Linked DNA regions of Mus musculus: all the other regions are linked to region 1. Evidence: chromatin contacts called from public HiChIP or PLAC-seq and promoter capture Hi-C data. All regions are on one chromosome and are shown on one strand. The core of a region is the stretch at or near the end of the contact, and the rest is flanking DNA. Distances in the headings are between cores, read along the strand shown. Region 1 holds the start of Col11a1 (collagen, type XI, alpha 1). Region 2 holds the start of Slc30a7 (solute carrier family 30 (zinc transporter), member 7). Region 3 holds the start of A930005H10Rik (RIKEN cDNA A930005H10 gene). Region 4 holds the start of S1pr1 (sphingosine-1-phosphate receptor 1). Region 5 has its middle 9.9 kb from the start of Gm40124. Region 6 has its middle 80 kb from the start of Olfm3.

Region 1 (4,757 bases), core at 1,491-3,990:
TTGCTATCTTGGTTCTCTTATAAGGCAATACAAATATATTATTTAAATATCATTGTAGAGAAAGGGTTATCTTTATCTGGCTTTACATGGTTTTTTATGAGGCTAACATATCATAATTTACTGTACAAAGTTGACAAAATATCACCAACATTTTTCCATTTTGACAATATGAAAGTATGTTACTAACTATGCTTCAAATCTAAGACCTTGCATTAGTGAAACTGTCACATTCTATTACATTTTGAATGTTTGTATAAACAATTAGCAGTGTCAGGCTGAAAGGTCACTCAGGAAATAACTCTACTGGATGTTCCCTAGTGTGAAGCTGAAGGCAGCTTGGATGGATCCCTCGATTTGGTTGGTTTCTTCATGTTTGCTCCTTTTATCCATTCTTTCATTCAGTTCATCTGAAAGTCCATGACCAGGTTTCTGGGAGATACACCATCTGACAGTCAGCTACAGGCTAGAGAGGTTAGGCATAATTACACCTCACTGTGATTCCAGTATGCTTCCTTCCAGAGGCATTAATTCAGACCCAGGTTGTGCCTAGTTGGGTAAAGGCCAGAGGAATTCAAACCACAGAGTACAGACGTGTAAGACAGCAATAACTCTATTCACTCAAGACATTTTTGCCTGAAAGAACCCTTTCACAAGCAATGAGGTCTGAGATGTGAGCAGAAGGCAGTGCCTGGATCCTTCTCACCTAGAATAGGACCATACATGCCACAGAGCTCTCAGTATACAGGAGAGTGAGGGGAAAATAATTTAGAACACTAGATATGTTGCTGTAAGCTCTGTCACTGGCCAGCTCACAAGTAAGTATTCCTAAATTAATATGTATTCATTTCACATTTTATGTTTAAGTAAGGACCTAGAAAATGATTTTTACATGCAGAGAGAATTGGACAGAAAAGGCAAGTATAGGCGAAGCCACAAATACATACACAATTTCCACCTGAAAGTAAGAGGCATAACAAAGGTGTTGAATTACTTATATTTCAAATGTAAGATCTTTAATTTGTATTTAGACATTCCAGGTTCAAATACAATATGTTGGTAAACTATATTGGTAAAATATGTTAATAGATTGAAGAGCTAGTTGGCCCTATTTCTCTTATAAATGGCATCTCAAACATTCTGCTGGCCTCATTTCAAGAAATAAATAGGTCTTTTTGTTTGTTTGTTTGTTTGTTTGTGTTTTAGACTGTAATCCCAAAGAAACTTTATGATTAGGAAATCGTTCTTTGGTGCAGAGAATAACATTTATGTAGAAATATTTCTAGTTGCTTTTAGTATATTCTACTTCTGATTTTTTATCAATTTCCAGCTAGTTTGCCAACTATTAAACCATATGAAGACATTTTATATAGTCCAATTAGTCATGTCTTAACGGATCATTTAGAAAAGACCCCATGGTTTAAAGCTTAGCATCAAATAAAGACTTGAACGTGCACGCTTGATAAGCCTAATTGAAGGCCCTTAAGCACTGATATGACTGAAATGCTAACAGTAAGTCCTGCCTTCTAGTCTCTGTGTTGGTAGAGAAAATGAACGTGTTCCTTCAAAGCTTCTCTATGGAGTGGGTAATGTATGCTGGTACCCTGTTGGACACTTCCTACTTCTGTCCATTGCTGGACATTGGACATGGCACTCACTGTGGGAGAGACACGTTTCAGAAATGATTTAAAACACAAAAGACCAATCAGGAGGATGGAGGAATTCAAATATGCAGAAAACTGACCAGGGAATCAAATGTATAGATTTAAGAGATACACTGAGGAGGAGATGGGTTTCTTAGAACCACTTCCCTCTTGTTAGACTTTGCTAGTGGAGTGACCACGTTTTCAGCCCCAAGGCTCAGGGCCAGGCCAGGCCAGTAAAGAAACTGACTGGATTGGTTGGAGAATTCTGCAGGCAGCTTTCCTGTCCTTCTCTATTCCCTGCTTCTCCCTTTCATCCAGTATCAGGATTTGCTGGAAAAGCAAGTGACTGATTCCCTTAGTTTCTACTGCTATGGGTTCTTGGTCTTTCCTCTTTTCTTGCAGACAAGCCCCTCAGTGAGCTCTGGGCAGTCTTTGAACATTTGAGAAGCTTAACTTTCATCTCACCAACTAGATTTTGCCTACAAGATGAGGATTTTGATCTTTAGAGTTCCTTCATGCCACCTTCGTTAGTCTCTAGTTTAAAAATATTAGTAAAACACTTTTGGATGCAGGCAGCACAGAGCCCACTGGTTCCTGATTCCATGGCTGCCTTAGGAAGCAAGGTTTTTGGAGATGGATAAAATTACCGCTGCCAGTCCAGGACTCCAGCCGTGGGGCCAGTGAACATGCTGGTCTTCTCCCCTCTTTCCCCTCCCACCTCCGAAGAAAGGGGGGGGGGGCTCCCGGACTGGTGCGAGCAGAGTGCTTGGTTTTTATTGAATACAGAAGCTACTCGAACGTCCCGTGTGCTGCGGGGCTGTCCTGCAATTCCTTTCATTCCCAAAGTGCAGGAGTCCAGCTTTGGTCCCGCCTAACTCCCTCCCATTTCTTTTCAGGGGATTTGAGGAGGGGGGGAAGGAGAGGGAAGATGAAGGGTGGCTGGTGGGCTGGGCCTGCACAGAAGTCTGGATCCTCCAGGGAGAGACTGGGCGGGTTCAAGGCTGCGGGGAGGCCTGTGATTGGGTATGACCTTCAGTCGGCTTGTCAGTTTCTCGGGCACACAGGAGGCGGGAGGAGTGGGCGGAGGAGGGGGCTGCGCGAGCCTCTTGTCCAGCCCACCCACAGCATGAAGCCTTTAGGGGTGCTCAGTGCTTTCGGCTTTTTTTCTTGAAACCCTTCATCTGCCCTCAGTCTGAAGGCAGGGTCAGGCGTAGGACGGGTCCCGGGGTCGCAGTCTCCTGCGGGCCACCCCAAAGGGAGAGGAGGGGGCGAGAGACAGGAAGGAAGCAAACCATCAAATTGGAAAAAAAAAAATTAGAGCCCTTTGACTTTTTTTTTTTTTACTCCCTTTCCCTTCCGGATGGCTGTGTAGCGAACGTAGGCGACACCTTGGAAGGGACAAAGTTGGTCTGCAGTGGCAATTTCGTGGGTTCACAGTCGTGAGCGTGGGGCTTGGAGATGGAGCCCTGGTCCAGGTGGAAAACGAAACGGTGGATCTGGGATCTCACCATCTCAACCCTCGCCTTGACTTTTCTCTTCCAAGCTAGAGAGGTCAGAGGAGGTAAGGAGGAAAAAAAAAAGTTTGGGGAGGTGGGACATTGCCACCCGGCTTTCTTCTTTTTTGTGTGTGCTCTTCTCCCTTGTCGTCTCCCCACTTCTTTTAAATAAAATCCAGATTGTAGTTGCTACCGGGTTAAGTGTGGAAACTGGAGAGACAGGGAGATGGATGTAGGCGGGACAGTAATGGGCTAGGAGGTAGGTGGCAGGATTAAAAGATCTGTCAGGCACCGGGCAGGCTGAGAAAGCCCATCATCCCTTCTCATTTTCTTTGCAAAAAGAAAAAAAAAATTACCTTGAACAGGAAGGCAGTGGTACAAAGCTTTTGTTTCAAGAACAGTCTTTACTCAGAGTCCTCGGTCCTTTGAACCAATCTTTGGGTTTCTTCGGGTTCTAAAGGAGATATCTTTTGAAGGGTGACCTGAGGAGAAAATACTGAGAAAGAGTATAAAGTGAACTGTGATAAACTTCTTTGTCTGCAAGGAAGTGAAAAACGGGCTGTTTTTACTTTGGAGGATATAAGAGAAACCAGCGGGGATGAAGCTAGAAGATTGAGAGCACTTTGTGTGTGGCATTTTGAAATGTTCTCAGAGGAACACATTTCCCAGACGATAAAGTGGAGTTCAGGAGTGCTCGGGGCAGAAGGGGGGGGGGCAGTTTCTCCTGATGATTACCCCCCTCCTCTCCGTGACACCCTCATCCTCGCTCATCCCTTGTCCCCTCCAAACAGCTTATTCTTGCAGGTTGGACCTACAACTCTCTTGGAGGGCGAGGAAAGTCTCCAAGCAAATGGGGTGGTGGGCAGACGACTAGGGATAGGGAGGAAGAGGAGGGGGCCTGGGATAGGAGGGGGAAGGTAAGGAAAAGTTCCTACGTGGCACTACCAAATATTGAATGGCCAGACCTGTGTAGCTGACTGTAGCCCTGTCAGTACCGGAGGAGGGAGAGCGACTTCACTCCTCCCTCCGCTTGCCTCCTCCCTCCCCCGCCCCCGCCCTTTCCCGAAAAGGCATCTGGCTGCAGCGGTCCCTTAGGTGCTGTAGACTCGGCTGGCAGGAGAAAGCCCTTTGAGTTGGTGAGCCTGAGCAATTCACAGTAGAAAACAAGCTTTGTCAGGACTGCAGAGAGAAGCGGGGAATAGAGAGGAGAGGAGAGAATGGGGTTGGAAATGCCAACCCAACTCTGAAAGCACAGGTTTCGTAGAAACCTGAGCCTGGCCTTTGGTCTTGTTGCACATATCTGAGCGTTCCCTAAATTGAGTTAGCACTTCAGGGGGGCAGCCCTAGGGTCTGATTCTTAGGGGCTTCACACTCGCCAGGAACAGGCGGCTTCTCATTCATTCTGTGATGAGCTCTGGTGACCCTAGGCCACAGTGGGGCTCAATTCGATTTTTTTTTTTTTTTGCAATGATTGAGGCTACTTACGTTGATTCGTTTCAATGATAAATATAAGCATCTTTGAAAGTAGACTACCTCAAAAATTGGCAGTTTACTTTTTGGTATTCTGTCCTCTTTTGGGTTGGGCAGTTTGGGCAGCAGTTCTGCCCTCTGCTGGTTT
Region 2 (4,757 bases), core at 1,530-4,029, 2.0 Mb after region 1:
AGATACAAATGACTGCAGCACGACAGACAACAAAGCTCACGTGAGTCTGAATGATTTAACACAATGAAAGGATAAACCATTAGGGTATGACAGAACAAGTCACCTGAGGATAGCAGAAAGTTACCCAAAAAACAGAGGAGCAAACCACCGAAGGTCAGATAACAAGTCACGTTCCACTAATATCTCCCTTATGCAATGATGTATACTGACAAACAGCTTGGACAAAAATGGTTTTAGTACTTTAAGTGATCAGATTGGAAAGGCACTATACACCCAACTTTCCATGAAATCGATGGTTCAGACACTTAAGATATGAATCCCTAGAGCAAGGTATTCCATGAAGTGATTTATGCCAATGAAAGGTCATAATGAAATATACTAGGTAGCAATATAAAGCAATAATAAAAGATGTGTGTGTACAAAGCTACAATGTATCATAGAATAAGCAACACATATGCCAAAATTATGACAATTTAAAAAGAAAATATGAAGTATATTATAAATATATTCATTATTAAAGTATTATATTCAAATATAAGTTAAGACTATAGTATTTTCAACAAATATGATCTATCAAAAGGTATTAAATAGTTTATGAGATTAAAAATAATGTTATGAGGTATCCTTTGAAATGTACAATTCTCAGAGGAATCAAAATGGTTATTAAATACATTAAGTTAATGATGTTCATTTGACTTTTGTACCCCAAGAAATAACAAAACCAATAATCCTTATGATTTACTACTTACTGAAGGTTTTGCTTTGTTTGGGGGCTTTTGTTGTTGCTTGTTTCTTTTTTGAGACAGGGATCTCTTAGTCCTGGCTGTCCTGGAACAGATAGACCAGGCTGGCCTCGAACTCACAGAGATCCTCCTGCCTCTGCTACCCAATTGCTGGGATCAAAGGTGTACGCCAGAGAACAGATGCCATGATAACTTGATTGAAACAATTACTTTGCTCAAATACAGCAGAGTTAGAGTCCAAAGACTATGATCTTTTACCCCTCTGAAAATGGATTTTAAAAGACAGAGGCCAAGTTAGTTTACTAGAAGTAACAAAAATAGACCATAAATGGCACAGGTTAATCTACAATCCTATGTAACTCGCCTAAAGATCCTGGGAGAGTTATATCCCCCATCTTCTAATAGAGTCTCTTTCTTTAACATTTTGTTTTTATCCCTGCATGTGTGTGTCTGTCTGTACGTCTCTGTTTTTCTGTGTCTGTCACATGTGTGCATGTGCCTGTGAGGTGGAGAAAAGAATGTCAGACCCTTGAAGCTGGAGTTACAGGCAGTTGTGAGCCACCAGATATGGTGCTGAGAACGAAATCCTGATCCTCTGCAAGAGCAGTGAGCACTCTCAACTTCTGCCCCTCTTTTATCGATTCTTAGAAGGGAATAAAATCTAGAAATGGAGTTAGCACACTTCAGAAGTGTGCTCATTCTGTTATTTGCAGAGCAGTTTCACAAGCCCAGAAGTTATCCCACAGCAAATACTTAAATTCCAGTGACTTTACTTCCTTAGCGACACCGGACTCTCTTCGACCCAAATCTTGACACCATAAAACAAAAACAAACAAACAAAAAAGCCCAAAGGTGACACCAAAGCCTTCAAGTCAAAATGGCATTCTCAGAAAACTGTATGGGATTTTCTACTGCAGTAAAGATACAAGGAAAATCCTAAGACAGTTTCACTGGAAAAGAGAATGGCATATGCTTTGCCAACGGTCTCTTCACAAACCTCTTCAAAAGTCATTCAAAGGCAATCATAAATTTAACAGGGCCATTCAGATCTTTCTCTCTCAGAATCTTAGGAGTGAAATCCAAAAAAAAAAAAAAAAAAAAAAAAAAAAGCCACACCCACAGGTAGGTTAGCTAACAGGATCCTCTCATTTTTCCTGAGGCATAGCTAAGGCAAGCTGTTAAAGAGATTCATTGCATCTGCCAAATAAAAAAGTAAAAAAAAAATATGAGGAGGGGGCCTGTTTGTCAGTTCTGTTTAATGGAGTTGCAGGAAATGAGAGTCCCCGATCTTAGAACTGCAGCCCTTCCCTTTTGGTGAGAGTACGCTGAGAGCAACTCAGCAAAAGTGGTAGTGGCAAAGGTAAGACGTGAACCTGCCGGTAAGGAGCTACGTGGCACTAAGCAAATAGTGGCTTGTCTCCCTCACCCTCTGCTTCCGCCCCAATCATCTTCCCCTTTGGTTACCAGTTGCTCCAGATGCCGTAGAGTAGTTCCACAAAAGCGAAAGAGAGGTTCAGGCACAGGAAGAAAAACAGGTTCCGGGATGTCTTGTCCGACAGGATGGACCTGGGCACGATACAGGTGATCAGAAGCAAGCAGGAGCCAAGGGGGTTGCGGGGACCCCTCAAAACCCACCCAGTCCGCATGCTCGTTCCACCACAGCAGGAGGGTGACGCTCCCATGCTGGACCTCAGGCCATCCTTAGCACCCAGCTTTGTCTCAGCATCCCGGGCAGCCCCCTCCCAGCAATCACAGCACCCCGCACCTAAACCAGCCTGAGATCTTGCCGAACAGATTGAACTTGGGTGGTTTGTATTCATCATCCTTGATGGACAGGGGCAACATCTTCTCCACCCGGCGAAGGGCCGGGTCTCCGTCCCTCTAGAAGTGACTCGGTATGGTGGCGGCAGTGACAGCGGTGACGCTTCAAACGCGGACCCCAAAGCGCTTGACCGCCGCGGCACCGCCGCGAGACACAGACACAGACACACACCCGGGAATTCGAGGACTTCCGGCCCGGGCCGCGCAACGCGTCCTGGGACGGGAAAGCGGGAGGCGGGGGCGGGGACTCCGGCAGGGGAGGGGCTTACGGGGAGGAGGCGGGGCTTGGGGGCTGCGGAAAGTCCGAGCTGAAAGCTTGGGGATCTATCTCTAGCTGAGCTAGGGGTCCTATCTCCTGAACTCACGAAAGATACCCCTGCTGGCTCTCTGCAGACGTGGCTGACTGGTTCAGGGCCCGCTGTCACCCACCCAGATCGCCCATCACTATCGTCCCCGGATGCAGTGCAGCCCGCTCCTGCTCCTTCAGCATTAACCCCCTAAAGGACCTCAAATCCCCGCTGTGCCTTAGGCAGCATCACTGAAAAGCCCAGGCGGCCACGTGCTGCGCCGCCACTGCACGGGATGTGCGAGAATGGCTTCCCGAGGTCAACGCTAAGGGAGTCCACCCCCACCCGCGGAAACCGTCACGCGGGACGCGATCGTTGAGTGCTTTGCAAAAGAAACACTTAAAGGTATTTTAAAACGTCCTTTAGGAAGAGGGCCATAGACTATGGCCTTGAGGTCCGCTTCTTGCTGTTTCTCCCCTGCAACCTCATTCGGTTGTAGCCCTGAAGGCAACCGCAGACAGGTTCCTTTAGCATCCTTGTCACCCCCAAGACAGTAGCTGTCACTATGGTCCATTTCAGGAGGTGCAGATACAAGCCTGTTGGGTGGGAGGCTGGGGATGAGCCTTGTGGGCCTGGGCTGGCTAGAGAGACACTCTCCAGCATCTTTCTAGGGGATTGTTTAGACAAGGTCAGCTGGCCGATCACGTGAATGATTAAAAGTTATTACCTAGAAGGGGAAACCCGGAAAGGGGGTCTGGTTTGGGGAGGTGGCTTGGAAACTACAAAACCGAGCTTCTTGGGAAAGCCTTTTTGCCTAACAGGAAGTGGAGCGTCACCCAAAGCGAGGGAGGGGTGGCCACTCAGGAACTGTCCCCTGCTCCAGGCACTCACTTTGCAGGCGGCGCATTTCCTAGGTTATCAATTGGACGGGCAGAGAGGTTGGAAGCCCGGTTTAGGAAAGGGGTGGAAAAGAGGCAAGCAAAGGAGACTCTCCTTTCGATTTATGCTAACCAAGCTGCAAATAAACCCGCTGGCCCCGCTGCAATCTTCTGCACTAGAGGTGAGGCAACTGTGAAATTCTCTTTCATTGATTTTATCTTTCCATTTGGGACCTCTGCTTGTTTTGCCCTCGTTCTTGGAACTTTGTGGGTAGGAAGGATTTATTCTGTAATTTAGATTTTTGAAAATAGATCTTGATTTTTTTTTAATGTTCCTCTTTAAAAACTGCTGGTAACAAACGGCTTGATTCTATAAGTTCTAGGACAAACATGTCTCTTTTGTCTTTGCCTTTCTTGGACCATTATTGTCATGTAAGCAAATATTCTCAATTAGTAGCATTTACTTTTTAAAGGCTACTCTGTTGTTGTTGTTCAGAGCAGTTTTTCAATTCTACCCTACTGCATTGCTGAGGAAGCCAGAACTGACTGCAGACGAGGTCGTTTAAGGCAAAATAGCTATTGCAATTGATTTTTTCCCCCTTGAAGACTGCTTTATTTAAGTATGATGGTGGGGATGGTATATCAAAATAATCAAGTTTCAGCAATGGATTTCCAGCCTTCTCATTAAGGTCACCTGCAATTTGAGCCTATGTGGTTTTTATCCTGCCTTTGGAAATAAATTCTGTATTCCATCTTGCACTGTTGTAAATCCGAAGTTGCTTAGCTGGCATAGATAGGGAGGAACCCATATTACCTGTTATTGAATAGTTTTGAAAGGCATTAAAGAAATTTAATTTCAGCTTTATCAGTTTCCTAGATTTGTTACGATATAAGGTAGATCTGCTCTTGAAGATCTTCTCCCTTCTGACTGTGGCCATGCTATTTTTTAATCCTTAGCCCTGGACAGCATAAAGGCCAATCAGCGTTAAAGGCATTTTCGTTTGCAGTATAAAGGACAGAAGGACACT
Region 3 (4,757 bases), core at 1,138-3,637, 1.9 Mb after region 1:
GGGGAGACTTCCTGAGTGTAAAGGATCGGTAGTGGGAATCTAGGCTGATGACGAGACAGGCTTTAATGTTCAGATGAGCTGAGGTGTCAGCAGGGTGCATGTGGCTGCATGCTTTGGGCACAGAACTACAGGTGGGTCAATACCACTGAAAGAACGCTCATGGTATGTAAGGGGACCAGGGAGGCAGGTACTCAACATCCCATAGATGGGAAATTTAAGAGCATGGGGTTTCTTTTGCCAAAGTTTTTTTTTTTTTTTTAGAAGGGGGATACTATTTTTAGGGTGTATCTTTACTAGTCCTCCCTGGTTTCTGTGAAGACACATTTGAAGGGAACAAGATGGGAAGCTAACAGAGTAATAGAGCTAGGATCTGAACCAACACAGTGATAGTCAGTATGGTTTCTGACAGAGAAGACCTGGCAGTACGTGTGGGGGTGACTAATATCTGGGTTGGGGGAATGTCAAACCTACCCGATACAGAGTCAGATACCACGCAGGTAAAGAAGGTGATGAATCCAGCTCTGGATGTATAGAACTGGATAGGTTTCCGGATTATCAGGTTTGATTCCCAGCACTCACATGGTGGCTTATAAACATCTGTAACTCCAGTTCCAGAGATTTTGGTACCGTCTTCTGACCTCCATGGGCACAGGAACACATATGGTACACAGACATACAGACAGGGAAAACATTCACACACATAAAATAATCTAAAAAGAACTTTGAAAACCATTTCTCTAGATTTTTTTTTGGGCGGGGGCGGGGTTCAAGACTCACTCTGTAGACCAGGCTGGCCTCAAACTCAGAAACCTGCCTGCATCTGCCTCCCGAGTGCTGGGATTAAAGGTGTGCACCTCCACTGCCCGGCTAGACAAGTTTTAAAATGCTTATCTGTTATTAGCCTATCTTATTTGTTATCACTCAAAATCTTTTGTACATTTTTCCACATTGAGTTGTTTTCTTGTTCCATTTAAGAATCCATTAGATTTGAATTCATCTTCAGTTTATTATTAATTTGTTTGTGTGTGGGGGGGTGTGGGGGTGTGTGTGGGTGTGCCAGCCTGTGGTGGTCAGGGGAGACCTCTGTGGAGTTGTTTTTCTTCCACCTTTAACTGGGTTCCAGGATTAAACTCAGGTTGTCAGACTTGCGTGACAAGTTCCTTTACCAGCATCTTGATAGCCTTCCTTTGGTTTGTTTGCTCTGTTGACAAGTCTTTTGTCAAATTTCTGGTTTGCAAACATTTTCTCTCAGTGTACGACTTCAGTCTTTTGAAGGGAGTTTTTATTATTAAAGTATGACTTTTTTTCCTCTCTCTTTGCAACATGCCTTTTATAGCATACCTGAGAAATCTCTCCCTGGATAGGTCAGATTTTCTTTTCTTTTCTTTTTTTTTTTTCTTCTGTTATAATTTTAGGTCTTTCCATTTACACCATGATCTATTTTGAGGTGTATGTATTTTAATATGGTGCAAAGAATAAATCAATTTAGTGGGAACAGGGAGAATCAGGTCTTCGTGCACCCTTGGAGGAAAAGGCTAGACTTAAGAAAAATCTGAAAGGCCATTACATTGTGCCAAGAGAAGCAATGAACTGTCTTCCCAACTTGGATAAAGTTACCAGTGAATTTAGGAAGAGCATCTGCAGTGTAAACTTTTCGCTTACTGGAGCTGCGTGTAACCAATCTTTAAGAATCTCTGCAACAACCGCTGAGAGGTTTAAAGCACTTTCCTTTTTGTTATGCGCTTCCCGCCATAGAACTACTTTCTTTTTTAAAATTATCCTTTGGTTAGCATACTAAGTAATGGGCTTCATTATGGCATTTTTCATCCGTATATGTCATCACATTCGTATTTAGTCATCCCTTGAGCACTCTTAAAAGGTCACTCTCCACCGAGGGTGACTAAGGCAGATTCCCTTGAGGCATTCTGGTATCAGATCCCAGGGACAAACCCCTAGAAGGAGTCACAGCCCCCCCCCCCCCCCTGGGAACTTAACAACCACACTCAGCAGGGCAAGCCAACCTGTCCCCTCACCAGGGTGACTTCTGGTTAAATTGCGACAGATCTACAGAGCGGGAATTCAAAGCTGAGCAAACGCGGGGTCGGTCAGGGAAGTCCCTCCGGTTGTTCCTGCCAGTGTGCGTCTGGAGGGCGATTGGGAGCTATCGTCATCAGCCCGGACGCCCTTTGGGGATGTTTGAGTCCTGGCTTGCCGGGAGCGTGGGCACGCTGGGTCCTTTCCAGGCGCACAGCTGGACCCATTCCTGACCCTTGACCTCTGCCCGGGAGTCAGCGAGTCCTGGAGGGCCTTGCGGGGGGTATGCGATCGCTCTATAGCTCGTTCCTGGAGCGGTCTGTCATCTCCGCCTCCTGCCAGTCGTAAAGTGCTGTGAAGGGCTCTGCGCTTTACGGCGCCGTTAGGTGAGACCCGGAAGCTCTGTCTCTGATGGGCACATGGTTTGGGGACTGCAATTATTAAAAGGCTGCAGTGAGACTTTGAGGGACGTCAGCGAATCACCTCCGAGTCTCTAAGCGGGTAATCGGATCACACTTTTAAAAACAGTCATTCCATTATTTTCTAAGAGTATGCAGGAGTGTCGGACGCACGCAGGGTGCCACCTTGGTTTTTATGTTCATCCCTAGACTTTAGGTCCCCGGTGTTAGCTGACGTTTTTCTGTTGTTCACTTCGCTCTGCAGTCTCCCCATCCCTGGAGTTCGGAATGCTTTACTTGATCGGCTTGGGCCTGGGAGATGCCAAGGACATCACAGTCAAGGGCCTGGAAGTTGTGAGACGATGCAGTCGCGTGTATCTGGAAGCCTACACCTCAGTCCTGACTGTAGGGAAGGAAGCCCTGGTACGTGATTAAAGTCCCCAGGCCTCTGGGGAAGACATCTAGCTAGCGTCCGATTCTCCTACCCTAGACTGCACAGACTCTAAGCGTCTGCTTTTTTTTTTTTTTTTTAAGCCCCTGTAAAACACACACCCTGTCCATTAAGATCTACTTCATACTCAGTGACTTGGGAAATGAAACGGTAGTTTGTCCTACTTTACAAGTCTAATTTTGTGCCTTTCTCCAGTAAATAAAAAAAAAAAAGTTATTTTACACTCTTGGGGATAGTTATCAAATCCGTTATTTCATGAGCTAGCCAGACATCCTTTCCGAGTTGAGTGCTAATGAGGTGCTGACACAGGCTTAATGAGTTGCTTATACATTCAGCAAGCGATCTGAAAGCTTCCGTCTTTGAAGTAGTTCCATAGGGAACAGCGATCTCATTTTTTTTTGTCTGCAACATAGCCAAAGAGACCTTACATGTACTCTCCCAGGAAGGCTGTCATTCCCACATGTACATATAGAGTGACTAAGTAACCAGAGGATGTATTAGTGCATTATATACCTTAAACAGGGTAAATATGTAAATAATAGTTACAACAAGAAGGGTCAGTTTCTGCTTGATTGTCAAACTTAAAGTGAACCCTATATTGAGATAAGATGCTGATGTGTTGTTAGAGGAGGAGAGGAAGGTTTTTTTGTTTTGTTTTGTTTTTTTAAATTGTCAAGTCTTCCATATAAAAGTGTGGGCCAGAGAACTTCCGGTCATATCTCTCAGATTCACAACTCAGAATTTTGAAGGTTTCAGGGTTATGTTAAAAATCTTGAATCCTAAATAGGCTTCTTCTTAAGTTGGTCATGAATTAGAAAAAAAAAAAAAAAAGTAGTGTTTAATGGTCAGTTTGACTTGCTGGCCACACTTGTCGGTGTTTATACTTACTTCAAGATGATAGAAATATGTCTTGGATCAGTGATCAGAAACTATAATGGACCTAAAACCATTTGAGAAAATAGATAACTGGCAGGTTAATCGAATAGAATATTAAACACAGCCAGGGCTACACAGAGAAACCCTGTCTCTAAAACAAAAACAAAAACCAAAAACAAACAAAAAGGGAAGACAGGCAGTCGTGGCACACACCTTTAATCCCAGCACTTGGGAGGCAGAGGCAGGCAGGTTTCTGAGTTCAAGGCCAGCCTGGTCTACAGAGTAAGTTCCAGGACAGACAGGGCTACACAGAGAAATCCTGTCTCAACCCCCCACCCCCAAAAAAGCAAAAAACAAAAGAATATTAGACAATAGCTTAGAGCAAAATTGGGACATAACTTGTTTTGCCTTGTGACATGTCCCTGGACAATTCCTTTACATTTAATTTCTTATAAATTGAGGTCAGGATGTGTTTGCCTTCTAGGCTCTTAGAACAGTGTCCATCACAAAAGTTTTCAGACATTTTAGCTGCTAGCAGATATATTTCCAAATTTCTAAATGCTAGTTTCTCCATTTGTCAAAGAAAAAATAACCAATTGAAAGTTATATAGTATTTATTAAGGTGTATGTGAAAATGCTTTATAAATTATAAGTGTTAGTAAATATTAATTTTTCAAGGTTTTCCCCTAAGCATAAATGTAATTATTAGGGGTCTGGGCTTACCTTACCTATAAGTAAATTTTGTGTAGTTTTTTTAAGGTACCAGAATATCTGTTATTTCATAGTGATAAGTGTTGATATTTTTGGAACATTTATTTTGCTGTTTTGTTTATTTTCCTGACAGTGCTTGGAATTGAACCCAAGGTCTCTCAACATGCTCCACAATTGCTTTGCCACAGAGCTACAATACCCAGCCCTCTATAGTTACTGCTCCCATTTTGTGGGATGTTCCAAAAACTTGTCCAGTATCATACAGATAGTGACAGAACAACATTCAA
Region 4 (4,757 bases), core at 613-3,112, 1.7 Mb after region 1:
CCAACTTTGTTGATGATTTGTTTTAAGGATACAGGACACAGGGAGGATTTTTTTTAACTCAAATGGTCATTTCTATTAACAAAACAAAAATAAACAAACAAAAGAGAAATGAAGTTAGAAAGAGAGGTAGAAAAAACAATTTACCCAGACTCTGAGGAGACAAAACCTTCCCTTGGGTCACTAAATCCACCAAGATGGAAATGAGAGCCACCCATTCTAGTTTTCGAGCCCACGCCATTTCCACTGGCATTGCCACGTTCAGTGTCCAGCCCTGAGATTCCTTCAAGCGAAAATCGACTGCTTGCTCACAGAAGGCACCAACTGCCCATTCTGGGTGCAGGGCAGACATGCATACCCCAACACACACACACACACACACACACACACACACCTCGAAGAGACCAGCCCACCTTCTCATTACCATGCCAAAAAAAAAGTAGCTTTGTAGGAGGTCATTTGACAAGTAAGCCGTTTTCTGGGCTCTATTAATAACTCCCTAGGAGCAGGTGTGCTGAGGGTCCGATGGTCAGAGGGTAAAGCGAGGTGTGGTGTGGGCCGCCAGGCCTTGAAGTAAACAGGAAAGCTTGGCGCCTCCGTGAAGCAACTGCCTATTCTTCTTTTTAAAACTTCTGTCTTTACTCCTCCGCCTCACCCAACCGCCCCACAAGTTCATTTATTACGTTTAAAGGTATTCACGGAGAACCCCTCCTAAGAGATTGCAGCAAATCCTAGACGTTTCTCCATGAACTGATTGCTTAAGAAAGTTTTAACTTTAGCCAACGCTTACTTGCACACACACACACACGAAAGTCACCCTGCTAGCGATAACGAAGCACGCCACTTTGTTTTAACTTCAGGTACATTAATTTCCAGAAACACATACTGCTAAGTTTGCATGGGCACTTTTAACTTCCTCCGCTCCCCACACCCCCAACATTGCCTCCTCTCAACAGAACTAGCAATCCCTAAAGGGCACACAGCACTACTTAAGTTGGACACACAGCACTAAATAAGTACTCTAAAGTCTGCACAGTAATTGATCAACTCTATAACAAATGAGGGGGGAGGGGACCCTAGAGACATTGTAGTCATTTCTGTGACAAAAGCTTACGAAACTCAACATTTCTCCACTCTTATCGCTACAGTCCATTCTCAGGCAATGGAAATTATTGGCGTGGTGCCTGATAATTTTGTCTACAGGATTTCAAAAAAAAAAAAATAATAATAATAAGCGTCTTCCCTTTTCTCCGTTCTAATGAATCACAGCTTCTCTAGCATGCCCTCCCCCAGTCGTTTCTATAATTTGGAAATTAATCTTTTTTTTTTTCTAACTTCATAAACTCCGTGCCCCAAGAAGAAGTCAGTCAAGAAGGACTCCATAGCATCTTGGTGATGCCCGGGTTCGTTTTGCTTTGTTTTTTCTCAAAGTTTTTGTTTGTTTCGTTTGTGTTTAAAGGTTCGTTCTTGACACCTGGACGCCCCATAGCCGGAGCCTGCGAGGCTCACAACCCCCTACCTCGCTCAAGCCGGACGAAGCTGCGTCCGCAGGACTCTGGGTCTACACCGCGCGATCCGCATCTTGCTGCTGTCGGCGACTGACGGCGACCAGCTCACTCGCAAAGTTCCCTGAGCTGGGGTCCCCTCCCTCCTCAGCGGTGCACTCCAATGGCCAGCCCTGCCTGCGCTGCCCGCACCACTTTTGCAAGACGAAGTCTCTGAGCGCCCCGCCGAGGCTGGGTGGCTCCTCTAGGAAGGGACTGGGAGGGGTTAATGCTTTTAACTCCTCCGCCCTCTGCCAGCGGCAGGGGGCCCCTCAGGGTCTGGGCTGCTAAGAAGCAGCCTCCCAGAAAGATCTGGGGCAGAGTGACTAAAATAAAACCAAATGAATAGGAGCCCCTCCGCCCCAACCAGCAGAGAGAAGGGAAGAGAAGGGGCGGAGCCTGGCAGCTCCTAAATTCTAATTCACACAGCTTCCCGCAGTCCCCAGCGCGGGACGGACTCTGAAACTAGGCATGGGGATCCCTGGGAAAACTTTTCTTCGTTAAAAATCTTAGAGGACAGAGGACAAGCCTGCACTTGGTAGAGGAGCTTTCTGGTCCCAGACCCCACAGCCCTGAGGATCCGTGTAGCCCGAGTGGTCCGGTGCCCTGGGGGCCACTTCCACGCGGTCAGGGGAAACCCGAGCCACTGCCCGGAGAGCCGCAGCCACGCCGCAGAGAGGGGATCCTGAGAAGGTCGGAGGAGAGCAGCCCCGAAGTACTGAAAAGCTTCTGTCCTCCACCTCCTCTTCCTCCACCCCCTCCACTCCGATCCTGGTGAAGCCTTGAAACTTGCGGTCTGGTGGGCAGAAAGTGGCTTTCCCCGGGTGCACGGTGAAGTGGGCCAGTGCTGTGCTTGATGTTGGACCGGGGGTTCCCCTCTCTCAGCTGACCGCAAAGCCAGGCGGTGTGCCCCAGATTCTGGGAAGCTCAGAGGCCTTTGAGGAGGTGGGCTGCTGCCCTGGCCTCAGAGATTTAAACAATCCAGCAGCAGTTCAGGAATGTCCACAGGGGAAAGAGGTTGCCTGTCCTTTCACTGGCCAGTGCCTACAGCCCCCTGCCTAAAGCTGGACCCCTCTTCTCTCCCTGTCTACGTAGAGATAACTAAGAGATCCCCAAATCTAAGGAATTGCACCTTGTCCACATTTTTCTACTGTTAGATAATGCTAGATTGAGGCTGAAGAGGCCTTGGTCAGATTTGTCTGAGTAGCAGATGGAGGCCTTTATGCCTTGTCTGTCTGTCCTTCTGTTAAAAAGTGGTTCCACCCAAGTCCCCTGTTCTCACTGCCTTCCCACCCTGAGCAGATGTGATCACAAAACTTCCTCTGCTGTGCAGTTTCAATTAACAGACACACCCTGTACCTGAATGACTCAAGAGAGACAGAAGAAACAAACAACAGACCCCTACCTTCTGGGATTTTATGAGCTTGCAAAAAAAAAAAAAAAGTAGCTGTTAATTCATATTTGCCTAGAAGCACTCATTGACAGTTTCCTACCTTACCTACCCACAAACTACAGATCTTGCAAAACAATATGGAAACCAAGATAACAGCCGTCCAGTCTCCTCCAGAAAAGACAGAGTTTGAGACTGGTTTCATTTGAAAGAGGAGATAACTTCTGTCTATCGCAGTGCTGCAGAGGCAAGGAGTTAGCTTCCCCTTCTCCCACTAACAATTTATGAGGTCTTTAAAGGGGAACTGTGCACTTTGTTGTCCCAAGATGTGATGGCCACTGTCCCATGAAGCAATGGAGTAGCATGGGCCGTTCTACCCATGAGCAATCCCTCAGCCCTGAGAGACCTGTAGATTGTCCAGGTAGTATGTGGCAGAGATGGGTCACCAAATTTAAGTTGTCTTGCCTGTCTGCTCAAATGCTGTCAATCAGCTTAGAACTTCACATTCCTTTCCTGAACAGAGGAGACTTCTGCACTTGGACTCCTTACATTTGTACTTCTGATTGTACTTGTCTTTACATGTGCATAAAACTATTACTAATGTATACAGTGTGTTCTTTTGTGGGAGGAGAGTGAAGCTCTCAAGCTTGGGTTATTCCACTTAGCTATGCATCCATATCATTGATATACACAAATAGCCAGGCACAATGGTGCATGTCTGTAATCTAGGAATTTGTAGAGGCAGGAAGATCAGAAGTTCAAGGTTATCCTCAGCTATATAGTGAATTGGAGACCACCTTGAGATACTTGAGACTGTATATCTCTCTCACACACACACAGCAAAGGCTTGGGTATATTGCAGAGGTAGACTGTTTTCTTAGTAAGTGCAATACCTTGGATTCAGTTCCCAATACTGTGAAAAGAAAAAGATAGGCTACGCATAGTGACAAATGCCTTTAATTCCAACATTCCAGAGGCAAGTGTGGGGTAGATTTCTGTAAGTCTGAAGCCAGACTTGTCTATATAGTTAGATCCAGGCTAGCCAGGGCTATATAGTGAGACCTTGTCTCAAACAAAAAGAAAGAAGGGAAAAAAAATACTGAAAAATACTGACACTGTATAGTCAGGTTTCTTTGAAGGAACAGAACTAATGGTGGTCTGGCTGGCTAGTCCAACAATGGCTATGTCCTGACAGAAAAGCCAAGCATCCAGTAGCCAATCGGTTCATCAACCCCAGTCTGGTTCTGGAGTCCTAGAGAACTGCTGCTCATCAGCCTCCATCGAAGTCTTGAAGAGGTAGGTCCTAGGAGTGGGGAAGGGATGCCTCCGCAGCAGAGCAGATGAACTTGTCAGCTAGAGTGAAGGTGAGCAGGCAAAAAGCAAAAGCTTCCTTCTTCCATGTCGGTTTAGGGGGGCTGCCACCAAAGGGTATGCCCTAAATTTGGGGTGGGTCTTCTCACTTCAAATGATCCTGTCAAGAAAACCCCTCTCAGGCATGCCTAGCTGCTTGGGTTTTAGCTGATTCCAGATTGACAACCAAGAGTCCATATGACCCATGTGTAGATATAGGTCTACATAACTATAGGTATTAGAATCTTATGTAGCCCAGGATGGCCTCAAAATGCACTCATATTCACCATAAACAATTTCAGTTTCTGATACTCCATCTTTTACTTCTAGTGTTGCTATTGCAGGTATGCACCATCACACCTGGCTTTATGTTTAAACAGAACAGGGGACCAAACCCAGGGCTTTATGCAAGCTAGGCAAGTACTCTACCAACTTAGCTACCTCCTTGACGCTTCTCAGTGCCCACATTACAGACC
Region 5 (4,757 bases), core at 1,422-3,921, 1.6 Mb after region 1:
GGCATCCATACATACAAAGGCCATTTGGAAGATTTACATCCCGTCCCTCAGCATCTTTACCCTACACTTTGCAGAGTCTACTTTATGTTCTTGGAGCTGAGGATTGTCTCAAGTCCTGAGCCTTCAAATAGTGCTTGATAGAGTTATGAATACAAAGGAAAGAACGACGGCTCTTGGACAGATACTGACACATCGTTATGAATGAAACCCTCTGGTTGGCTCTCAACCTATAAATTTTCTAGTCAAGGACAGAGGCGAAAAGTTTGCCATTGTTCCTCCTGCAACAAAGAAAAAGGATAGTATCATTTCCTACATCATCACAAGGTTGGAGGCCATAACAAATGCTACATAACAAGAGGAAAATGTACCGGATTTATATAATTAAATTTTAATGTGACATGGGATCCTTCAGAAATGAAGACTTCAGAAACAAGGAAACTGAAATATTTATAGGCAGTGAGTAGCAATGTGATTAGAGGCAAAGGCCGTAACCTATCGGTGATGATGGGCTAGGGACTCAGCAAGCTCTGCTTGTCAGTTCTAATAAACCCTGTGTGTAAGGTCAGGACCCTTATGAAACAGAAGTGCTCCAGCCTCCTTTCAGGGAAGGTGAGCCTGTAACTGTGGGCTTTTACACCCACACACCAGTTCTTCAAGTAACTTTGAGATTTAATTATATATGAATAGATGTCTAGCCATAAGCTTGGTCTTATTCCTTAAGTAGCTCATAACTTAACCATTTATTCTATTCTATGAGTGCCACATGCCTGGTTACCTCTTCTCAGTTTTGTGTGTCTGTCTCCTCAGAGACTGGGGTGAATCTCTTCTTGAACCTGACTCTATCCCAGAGGTCCTCTCTCCTACCAGAACTCCTACCTCCTATTTCCTGACTCAGCTCATTGGTCAACAGCTTTTTATTGACAGGTGAAGCTACCATACACTACATAAGAGATTCTTTCTAAGCTGGGAGAGAAACACACAGAGAGATTGGATCATCTTCCTGCCTTTTCAGCTTCCTCAGTTCCTTCTGCTTGAAAAAGAATGAAGAGTAACTGCAAGCCAGCACTCACTGTTTGGTGCCATCCTTGAAATCTTAAACCCAACTCTAGGTAGTCCCTGTCAACACCAGCTTTTCTCTGCTTCATGCCAACTTCTACATCACCCAGAAAGAGGCAAGATGGAAATGCAAGAATGGTCCCTACACTCCCCTCTTTGGCTCAAGTGACCTTGAACCAGAATTTGTCCTTGATGTACCTAAATTTCTGTTAGATCACAGTTCATGCAGTCTCTAGTATCCCTTCAGTACCTGTTAGTCCAGCACCCAAAATGCTCCCGGAACTTCGCCGCATAATGGGAAAAAGCGAACAGAGGAGTTTCCAAAGCAATTGTCCCAAAGAACCCTCAGATAACACTTCAAAGCACTGAGGGCCAGGTGTAGTGCACACACCTAGAACCTAATTAGTCATGAGGCTGAGACAGAACTGAGAGTTCAAGACCAGCCCTGGCTACAGATAGAGACCCTATTTCAACAAACAAACAAGAACAAACCAAAAACGTTAAGACTCCACCCCCAATTGTGACAGATGTTTGTTTAGTATCTGAGAACTATGCCCAAAGGCTACCACTCATTTAGGTAGCAGTGGTGTGTGTGTGTGCATGTGTGTGTGTGTGTGTGTGTGTGTGTGTGTGTGTGTGTGTGTGTGTGCGTGCGTGCATACATGAATGTGTGCCTGTGTACATGTGTTATACAAAGAATGTGGTGGTGGGGCCTACATGTGTGGAAGCCAAAAATCGACACTAAGGTTTTTCCTTCGTGGCTCACCACCTCGGTTTTTGAAACAGAGTCTCTCACTGAATCTGGAGCTTGGTGCTTCCACTAGACAGGCCAATGACCCTCTGTGACCTACTTGTCTCCACTCCCCACCCTGCACTGTCGTTAAAGACATTCACATCTACATTTCTACATGAGTACTGGAGATCTGAACTCAGGTCCTCATTGCTTGTGCCTCACTTTCCTCACTGAGACATCTCTCCAGGCCCCAGTTTAGCTACTTTTTGATGGCAGAGCTTCCCTTTACTATCTGAAGCAGCATCTTTTCACAGATGAAAAAAAGAAAAGCTCTTATGTTCATAGTGACTGTGGACAGACTTAGAATGCCCTGCCTTCACATTAAGGTTCTTCCAAAGATATTCAGTCCCCAAATCAGGAGTTACTGACCAGAAAGGTATGTAATTAACTGAGTAATTATTAGCCTCAGAAAGTTAATTTGTCCAATAGTTTTCTCACTTAACGGAAGGGGATATTAGACAGTGGATCTGCTAAGGAAACCACCCAGTCTGACGCGATCGCCAATGGTGCTGTGGATGGATTGCCGCACAGACATCCTTAAACTGGCGTTCATTGTACAACTGTATTCTGATGAAGAATTTAGAAAGCAATTCCTTAAAGGGCGGAATTCGTGCTTTGTGTGTTTGCTAGTTTTCCTTTTGGAAAAGCCTCATTAAGCACGAGAAGCTGAACAGCAGTTAAAAAATTAAGGGGAGGAGGCAAAACCAGCCTTCCCTGGTCCCAGAGTTCAAATGAGATTGCGCACAAACGGCCTAAGTCTCTCTGCTCTGAGCCCAGCGACTATTATCCCAGCTCCTGTGTGACTTGCATGGCAAATAAAGGAACAGAACACAGAGACAAAGAGCCATGGCTTCTGAAGACAATAAAATCGCTCTGTTGGTTCGCTTGGACAATGTAGTAGGCTGGCTACTGCTTCCCATGTTTCCCCACGCTGTGCGGTCTGTTCATCACAGAGGCAGCTTTTAATAACTGTAAACCAAAGAGAAAAAGGGAAAAAAATAGCAACGTGTGGCACCTTTGCACAAGTAGATAGGAGAGGTTGCTGCTGCTTTTAGACCTTTGTCCAAAGACCCAGACTGAGAAATGTCAGCTTAAAAAGGAACCCCAAGTTTTTGGCCATGCTTGCAAATCTGCACCCTTCAAGTGTGATGTCAAATACTTGCATGGAATTGAAAGCTAATTAAAATACAGTCCCAAATGGGGAACGACTTGGAGAAAGACAGGTTACTCAACCCAAAGCGCCCCTCTCTGAGGTCTAATGAGGCATCTGTAACCTTCGTAGATAGGGGTCATCCCATGGGGAGCAACAGGGTACAGGAGGCTAAACCCTTGGCCTGATGGGATCTGATCTCATCAGAAGAAGCCATAATCATCTGTAAGAAACGACAATTATGCTGGTGATTAAGGTTAACACTGGGAAATGAACATATCCCAAGAGGGAAACTGAGCTGCCAGGAACCACACTGATAGAGCATAAAGCCAGGTGGCTGTGCCTTTCCTCAACTGATGGCCTCGTTATGACTACTTCAAAATGTTTCCCCTCACAAATCAGTCAGTGTCATCTTTCAACAGTAGGTTCCCAGGGCCATGCAGCCCCTCGTGGGTCACAGAAAGCAGAAAGTACCTGCCTGAAAGATGGTGCACAGCTAGTTTAAATCTCTTAAACCCAGATCCTACGGCTCCCATACAAGTTTCCCTTAGCTGGTTTCCCAGGGTTTTCAACCTCCTCAGTGTGGTTTTTTCTCATGGGCACTGAGAATGAGAGTGTCTGGAGGTTATAGATACAGATCAGCAAGTCAGGATTAGAGACTTAGGCTTTGATAATAAAGCCACAGATGGTACAAGTTAAGAAGCAGGTCTGATACTAATGAAATGTATCAAATCCAAATGAAGGGTAAAAAAAACTAAAGAGTCTAGGAAAGGGTCAGAAATCCCAGAAGAGGAGGAGAGGTGAGAAAAGTACACAGAGGCCAAGACAAGGTTCATGTAGACTTGAAGCCAACAGAGCCTAGAACCAGCAGGGGTGTTGATCTGAGGCTGGGTTCTGAGACACGGTCTAAATTCATCTAGAAGTAGCTCTTTTGCTCCTGTAAGGACAAGAACAAATGGCACATAGACCAGCTGGACTTGGTTGAGAAGCATGAGACAGAAAATTGAAAAAGATCCCTGGCAAAGGCCAAGGCTGCTATAAATGCTTTATAGCCTAAGCCTCTCTCTGCTTTTCACTCTATTCTAGGTGGAAAGCCTTGGCCCCATGCTCTATGAAGGCTATGATACCTGCAGCCATCACAACACACTACAAAGAGAGGAATCAGGGTGCATGCTTCTGTATCTATGAAAATTGTCCCCAAGAAGTACCAATTAAGACTTCCATATGAGCATCATTTCACAGAATCTATTGATATGGACAGAGCCAGAGGTGCAGAACATGAAGCCTTTGGGCTGGGTTCAGCGTTCCTCTGTATAAATTGCTATTAACTAGAAGAGTAAGACAGGAATAACTAGAAATTTCTTTAGTCAATTTTTCTAATATTTGACTTCTTCAACCTGATTTCTTCTTGGAGTTCTTCTGAGAACGTGTCACTCATGGTCATGCATATGGCTACACAATGACATTTGAATTGGATGATAAGATGGCTCTGTGGGAGAAGGTTCTTGCTGACAAAGCTGATAAGCTTAGTTTGATCCCACAGACCCTCCTGGTGGTTGGGGAGAATTCACACACACACACACACACACACACACACACAAGCTGTCCTCTGATCTCCACACTCACTGTGGCATACATCCCACACACATACACGAAAATAGATGAGTGTAATAATCTTTTGCAATCTTTCCATGTGTGCACCTTCCCCTTGAGTTCTGCGTGGCAGTGCTAGGCTAGTGCATCCAATTGGAAAGAGGC
Region 6 (4,757 bases), core at 1,691-4,190, 1.1 Mb after region 1:
TTTATGGGAGGCAGTTTATTGTAGCCTTTATATGAATTTCTACTTAATGCTGTGCAGATGTATTTTTATGTATGCTCACTTTCAGAGTCCACAACCTTGAGTTTGCCCTCTGTATTTTCAAAGTGTTTTCTTGGCAAAAACACATTGTCAGAAAGTTGCCCCTACTTTTAAAAGTCTCTTACTCTGAAAGAGTCTGGTTCCAAAGTCAACCACCTGCTTTCATCTCCAAAGCTCACTCCAAGTTAAAAATCGCTCAACTCCAGTCTACTACCTCACATGAAAAGTTTCGGCTTGAAAGGACCTCTAGTCTGTGCCTGCCATCAAGAACCACAAAGCGAGCAGAGGTAGCTGTGAGCTCAAAAAAAAAATAAAAAAGATGAGTGTAAGCATGCTCACAGTGTGAGCTTTGCAAAAATGAAAGGACACTGCACAGGTTTCCCCACTCAGGGAATTGGATAAATGAGCAGGCAGCTCTATGCAGACCACAAAAACAGATTAATCAGGCTTTGGAACAATTTTATTCTAGTTTGTATTCTTTGGGGAGAACTTCCTTAGTTGCAACTAAATGGGGATCCCTGAGGCCTGCCAAATATCCCATTTAAATTAGCATACATTTGCATATGGAGACATACACAATGATAGGCTGCTAGAAGATATTCTTTCACAATCTCAGGTAGGTGATTTTTGTTGCTTTGTTCTGTTTTGCTCCATTTTCTGTGACCATCTTGTACTTCCAGAATCCATGGCCTGGGTAAAGAATGTCTTCTCCTGTCATTGGGTGGGTATGCCTTCAGTTCTAAGAAATGGCCTTCCTTAATGTAGGCCATAGATTTCTTACTTAAAAGGAATGGTGGAATTTCAAAAAAGTCTTAAAAGTTTGATGTATCTAAAATTCTAACTCCAATGTATTACATCTGTCTGGGATGCATCCTGGTGAGCTAAGTTAGGGATTGACAACTCCCTAGATTTTTCCTGTGACTCATTTAGTTAAGTAAAGTTTGTCTGACCTAAACCTAAGGCACACATCCATCCATTTATGTCTGACCTATGTCTGCTATCCCATTACAGCACACTCAGGTTTATCACAGCAGATTTCTCACTTATAGCCCTAAATATTTACTATTTAGTCTTTGACAAAATTGGGTCTGAATTAAAAATAACAAAACTTTCATTTCCTAGCCCATCTATTATACTAATAATGTCCTACATGTAAATAAATTGAGAGGCCACCAGGAAAAAAAAGAGGCAAGCCATGTTGGAAGAAGCCCGCACAGACAATTGTTCTGTTCTTAAGTAATCTTTGTTCAAACCAACAAAAGACATCTATGGCACATTTCTCTGATGCTCAAAAAGCATTGTAAAATGCTATTGTCACACTCAAATTAGCTTTTCATTCATATGTGGGCACAATCTGAATTGAAAACCTAACTGTCATTTTATTCTAAGTCATTTTCTGACACAATCTATTTGAAATAGGTCACAATTTGCTTTATGGGTCATTCTTATAGGCTTTTCCAAATGAAAAGTGATTTTTTTTTAGCCTCAACCTCTCCCTATTTCTGTTTGACTGACTTCTTAATTAATAGCTGGAGGTAGTAGTTGAATGAATTCTACAGTGGGTCCTATTTTAATTATATCAAAAGGGGTGATGTTAAATCATGCAATGAATAAGAAGGAAATAAAAGAACCTTAGCCTAGATAAAATAATTATAGAATCTAGATAAAATAATTATAGAATAAGTCTCATTTGGCTTGGCTTTAAGTGTGTCTCTTCTACTCAATACAAAAGAAGAACAAATATTAAAACCATAGTTTTAAGCTGGACACGGGAGAAAGAAAAGCAAAATATCTACCTTGAAGTCTGTGGAAAATATTCTCGATCAGTCAGATGCCTGAAGCAGAGACATTTCCTACTCTGAACTTTTTCATGAAAACCTTCCTTTTGCTGTCCCTTTAATTCTAGTCCCTGGTGTTCACTAAGTGGAAACCTCCGTTTCTTTGGATTCTTTAAATTATATTATTTCTCTCTTCTTTTTTTTTTTCCTTCACCCAAACAATGCTGTGCTTAGAATCAGTGTGGAGCCACAGAGATCTGAATTTGATTTCCAGCATTCTGACCTTGAGAAAGTTTCTGGGATTTACCAAGCAAGCTTGCTACTTCAAAAGAATGTCTGACACTGGGTAATTTATAAAGCTAAGGCATTTGTGCTTCATCATTCTGGAAGCTAGGAAGTTCAAAGTTTAGGGAACTATACTTGGTAATTTTTAAATTTTCTTTTTTGAAAAATTGAGCCTGCTTTGTTTTGAAGTAGTTTATTTTTCATATAATGTATTTGGATTATGCTTTCCCTCAGATCCTTCCTATTTACCCACCCACCCAAAGCATCTCTGTCTCTCTCTGTCTCTCTGTCTCTCTGTCTCTGTCTCTGTCTCTCTCTGTCTCTCTCTCTCTCTCTCTCTCTCTCTCTCTCTCTCATTATGATATAAACAGAATCTAAATAGTAATAGTAGTAATAAAATTCACAAACCAAATAATGTTCTTTGTGTATTATTCCATGGCAGAAGGCAGGCAAGAGGCAGATATAGAGGAAGTGAGAAAGGCAGGAAAGATGAGGATAAAAATACATTTTTTTTCTTTGGGAACCCACTTTTATAGTAACTAAATCACTCGCAGTATGTGCAACAAGCCAGTCACTGTTTAAACTATCTTTCATCATTATAATCTGGATTAAGCTTTCAACTCACAGAGCTTGTGGTTTTGCTCCATAGTCATCTACTGAGAGAACAAACCTACTCCATCTTGGGACTGGCCTCCATTTTAAAGGAAAAAGAAAAGTCTGAGAACTTTAACTACAGCAAAACCTAAGCTGCAGGCAAGTACCATAAAGGACCCCATGGCTTGTTCCTGGCCCATGCCCCAGAGTTACTCCCAAGCTACTTCCTGGCAACAGCCAATCAAGTATAGTGTGATTGTTCCAGATGTACTTTCAGACCATTTGTGACTGTTCATGGTTGTGCTTCAGAGCACCCATCTGTTGGCTTACAATAGTCATTCAATTAGTCATTTGCCAGGTGGGAAACCCTCTCGCTTGCTGGCCATTTACTATAAAACCTTGTCTCATTGAGGGCTCAGGGCTCCACCTTCTATTCCTGCTGCATCAGCATTGGTGGTGAGCCTAAGGTCAAGCTTGAGTAAAAGAGACCCTAGTGAAATTGCATCCAAATTTGTTCCTTGGTGGTCTTTTGGGGTTTGTGATCCTGCATGGTCACAACTTCCTACTGTCCCTGATAAAAGTCTACTGATGAAATGTGTAACTCCAATATGCAGCATCCTCATAAAAATGTCATTATGTTGGACATCAGTTGGAGGATAGGCCCTTGGGCCTGAGGATGTTCAATGCCCCAGTGTAGGGGAATGCCAGGAGTGGGTGGGTGGGGGAGCACTCTCATAGAGGCAGGGAGGAATAAGGGGTTTCTGAAGGGGAGACCTGGAAAGGGGAAAATATTTGAAATGTAAACAAGAAAATATCCAATAAAAAATGTCATTAGTTAACTCACCTCCCACAGAAGGTAATTGAGACTTTCTTTCTCCTCTCTTGTATCCATAGGTTTTTTCAAACTAGGATATCTCATTAATTAATTAACTAGGATAACTCATTCAGTAGAGTTTAGCCACTGGGGTCTCTCATGTATTTAGCTGGTACCTATGCACTCAGTCTTCTCTTTGCTAAGATTTTGTTTTAAGCAAAACTATAAGAATAGCATGTGACCCTTCCTAAAATTGAAATAAGACTTGTTTTTAAAGATACTGGGCTTGAAGTCTTACTAATACGATCCTGAAGATTTAAAATGTTGTGAGTCTAGCAGTCCATGAAGGCCTACTGGATCTCTGTTACTTCATCATTCTTGACAGTAACCTAAGTGGTGGTTAATTATTTTCTACTTTCCTGAATACATCAAGTGTAAATCCCCAGAATAGATTAGCCAAAGTCAATAATCAGAGAGGAATGAAACACTTAAAAGCATTACATTGAGACAAGGAAGGCCACTCTAGCTATATGCATTTAATCATGTCTGTTATTTTAAAGGTCAGCATTACAGTTCAATTAGTAGTTTTGTTAGATGCATTTTTCCTTACAAAATTATTCACCCCAGCTTTTAAAGCATGATCAATCTTCAATTGTGTGTGCGTGTGTGTGTATGTGTGTGTGTTTGTGATAGAAAGAATTCCTATCAGATAACTTGGTTCTATTTCAAGCTTCTCACTGAAAATGTCACGTAATACCATCTAATCCTATTATCTTGTAGTCATCTCCAGCAACACATGAAATGGGCAGAATCTTTACATAATTAGATAAATGAATCAAGAAGGGATTACAGTTATAGAAGTGTGTAACCTATGATAACTTGTTTGTTCCACTAAATAAATAACTCACTAACTCCCAAGAATTTAATCTAAAATAATTTAAAATAAGAATAGGATAATCTTGAAGACACTACTCAAGAGCTTTCTTTCCACAAAACATAACTTTAAGGATCTAGTCTTTTATTATATTTAATAAATTACTATGACAGGAAGAGATTATCATAGCCAGCCTTGCAATAATAGGAAAGATAAAACTTAAGCATTATATAAGACATATCTTTAAACACAGTAATGGGACAATACAGCTTGGAGCAGGCAAGCCAGATACAGTAAAGAAAGCAGGCAAAGGGGTGAGAACATTTCTGCTCATGATCACCTTTCAAGTAGTAAA

What was found. Promoter capture Hi-C pulls out the DNA fragments that hold promoters and counts their contacts. HiChIP or PLAC-seq counts read pairs in DNA pulled down with a chosen protein or histone mark.
Region 2: an H3K4me3 HiChIP or PLAC-seq map of forebrain shows a contact between it and region 1, with 7 times the contacts expected there. The contact joins the promoter of Slc30a7 here to the promoter of Col11a1 in region 1. A contact is called at or near these places in 3 of 39 promoter capture datasets (cranial neural crest, frontonasal cranial neural crest and hippocampal neurons) and 3 of 115 datasets of contacts at active chromatin or transcription factors (SST interneurons, astrocytes and forebrain).
Region 3: an H3K4me3 HiChIP or PLAC-seq map of forebrain shows a contact between it and region 1, with 11 times the contacts expected there. The contact joins the promoter of A930005H10Rik here to the promoter of Col11a1 in region 1. A contact is called at or near these places in 2 of 39 promoter capture datasets (cranial neural crest and hippocampal neurons) and 3 of 115 datasets of contacts at active chromatin or transcription factors (astrocytes, forebrain and stem cell-derived neural progenitor cells).
Region 4: a promoter capture Hi-C map of hippocampal neurons shows a contact between it and region 1, with 7 times the contacts expected there. The contact joins the promoter of S1pr1 here to the promoter of Col11a1 in region 1. A contact is called at or near these places in 8 of 39 promoter capture datasets (the 3T3-L1 cell line, cranial neural crest, frontonasal cranial neural crest and 5 more) and 2 of 115 datasets of contacts at active chromatin or transcription factors (astrocytes and embryonic limb bud).
Region 5: a contact with region 1 is called in an H3K4me3 HiChIP or PLAC-seq map of embryonic forebrain, with 9 times the contacts expected there. The contact joins the enhancer-like site here to the promoter of Col11a1 in region 1. A contact is called at or near these places in 8 of 39 promoter capture datasets (the 3T3-L1 cell line, 3T3-L1-derived adipocytes, cranial neural crest and 4 more) and 6 of 115 datasets of contacts at active chromatin or transcription factors (SST interneurons, astrocytes, embryonic forebrain and 3 more).
Region 6: a contact with region 1 is called in a promoter capture Hi-C map of neural stem cells. The contact joins the enhancer-like site here to the promoter of Col11a1 in region 1. A contact is called at or near these places in 6 of 39 promoter capture datasets (the 3T3-L1 cell line, the C10 cell line, hippocampal neurons and 3 more) and 2 of 115 datasets of contacts at active chromatin or transcription factors (astrocytes and stem cell-derived neural progenitor cells).

The regions. Positions count from the first base shown.
Region 1 is chr3:114,027,800-114,032,556 of GRCm38.p6, forward strand. Col11a1 (collagen, type XI, alpha 1) reads left to right here and starts at 2,741. Exons shown (of 67, transcript NM_007729.3): 1 at 2,741-3,204. The coding sequence starts at 3,102.
Region 2 is chr3:116,004,627-116,009,383 of GRCm38.p6, forward strand. Slc30a7 (solute carrier family 30 (zinc transporter), member 7) reads right to left here and starts at 2,780. Exons shown (of 11, transcript NM_023214.7): 1 at 2,509-2,780; 2 at 2,208-2,309. The coding sequence starts at 2,588. Extl2 (exostosin-like glycosyltransferase 2) reads left to right here and starts at 3,671. Exons shown (of 5, transcript NM_001163514.1): 1 at 3,671-3,911.
Region 3 is chr3:115,885,743-115,890,499 of GRCm38.p6, forward strand. It overlaps A930005H10Rik (RIKEN cDNA A930005H10 gene), which reads right to left and starts at 2,388. Exons shown (of 2, transcript NR_015487.1): 1 at 2,022-2,388. Dph5 (diphthamide biosynthesis 5) reads left to right here and starts at 2,441. Exons shown (of 8, transcript NM_027193.2): 1 at 2,441-2,535; 2 at 2,698-2,855. The coding sequence starts at 2,721.
Region 4 is chr3:115,713,193-115,717,949 of GRCm38.p6, forward strand. S1pr1 (sphingosine-1-phosphate receptor 1) reads right to left here and starts at 1,863. Exons shown (of 2, transcript NM_007901.5): 1 at 1,517-1,863.
Region 5 is chr3:115,629,415-115,634,171 of GRCm38.p6, forward strand. No RefSeq gene overlaps it. Among named protein-coding and RNA genes, the nearest start is that of Gm40124, 9.9 kb to the right of the region's middle. Within about 2 kb of position 2,672, at least 48 of the 459 cell types and tissues checked have an H3K27ac peak or open chromatin away from gene starts, as enhancers often do. A contact at or near this core is called in astrocytes, embryonic forebrain, forebrain and 1 more, where this site is marked.
Region 6 is chr3:115,158,736-115,163,492 of GRCm38.p6, forward strand. No RefSeq gene overlaps it. Among named protein-coding and RNA genes, the nearest start is that of Olfm3, 80 kb to the left of the region's middle. Within about 2 kb of position 2,941, at least 5 of the 459 cell types and tissues checked have an H3K27ac peak or open chromatin away from gene starts, as enhancers often do. A contact at or near this core is called in neural stem cells, where this site is marked.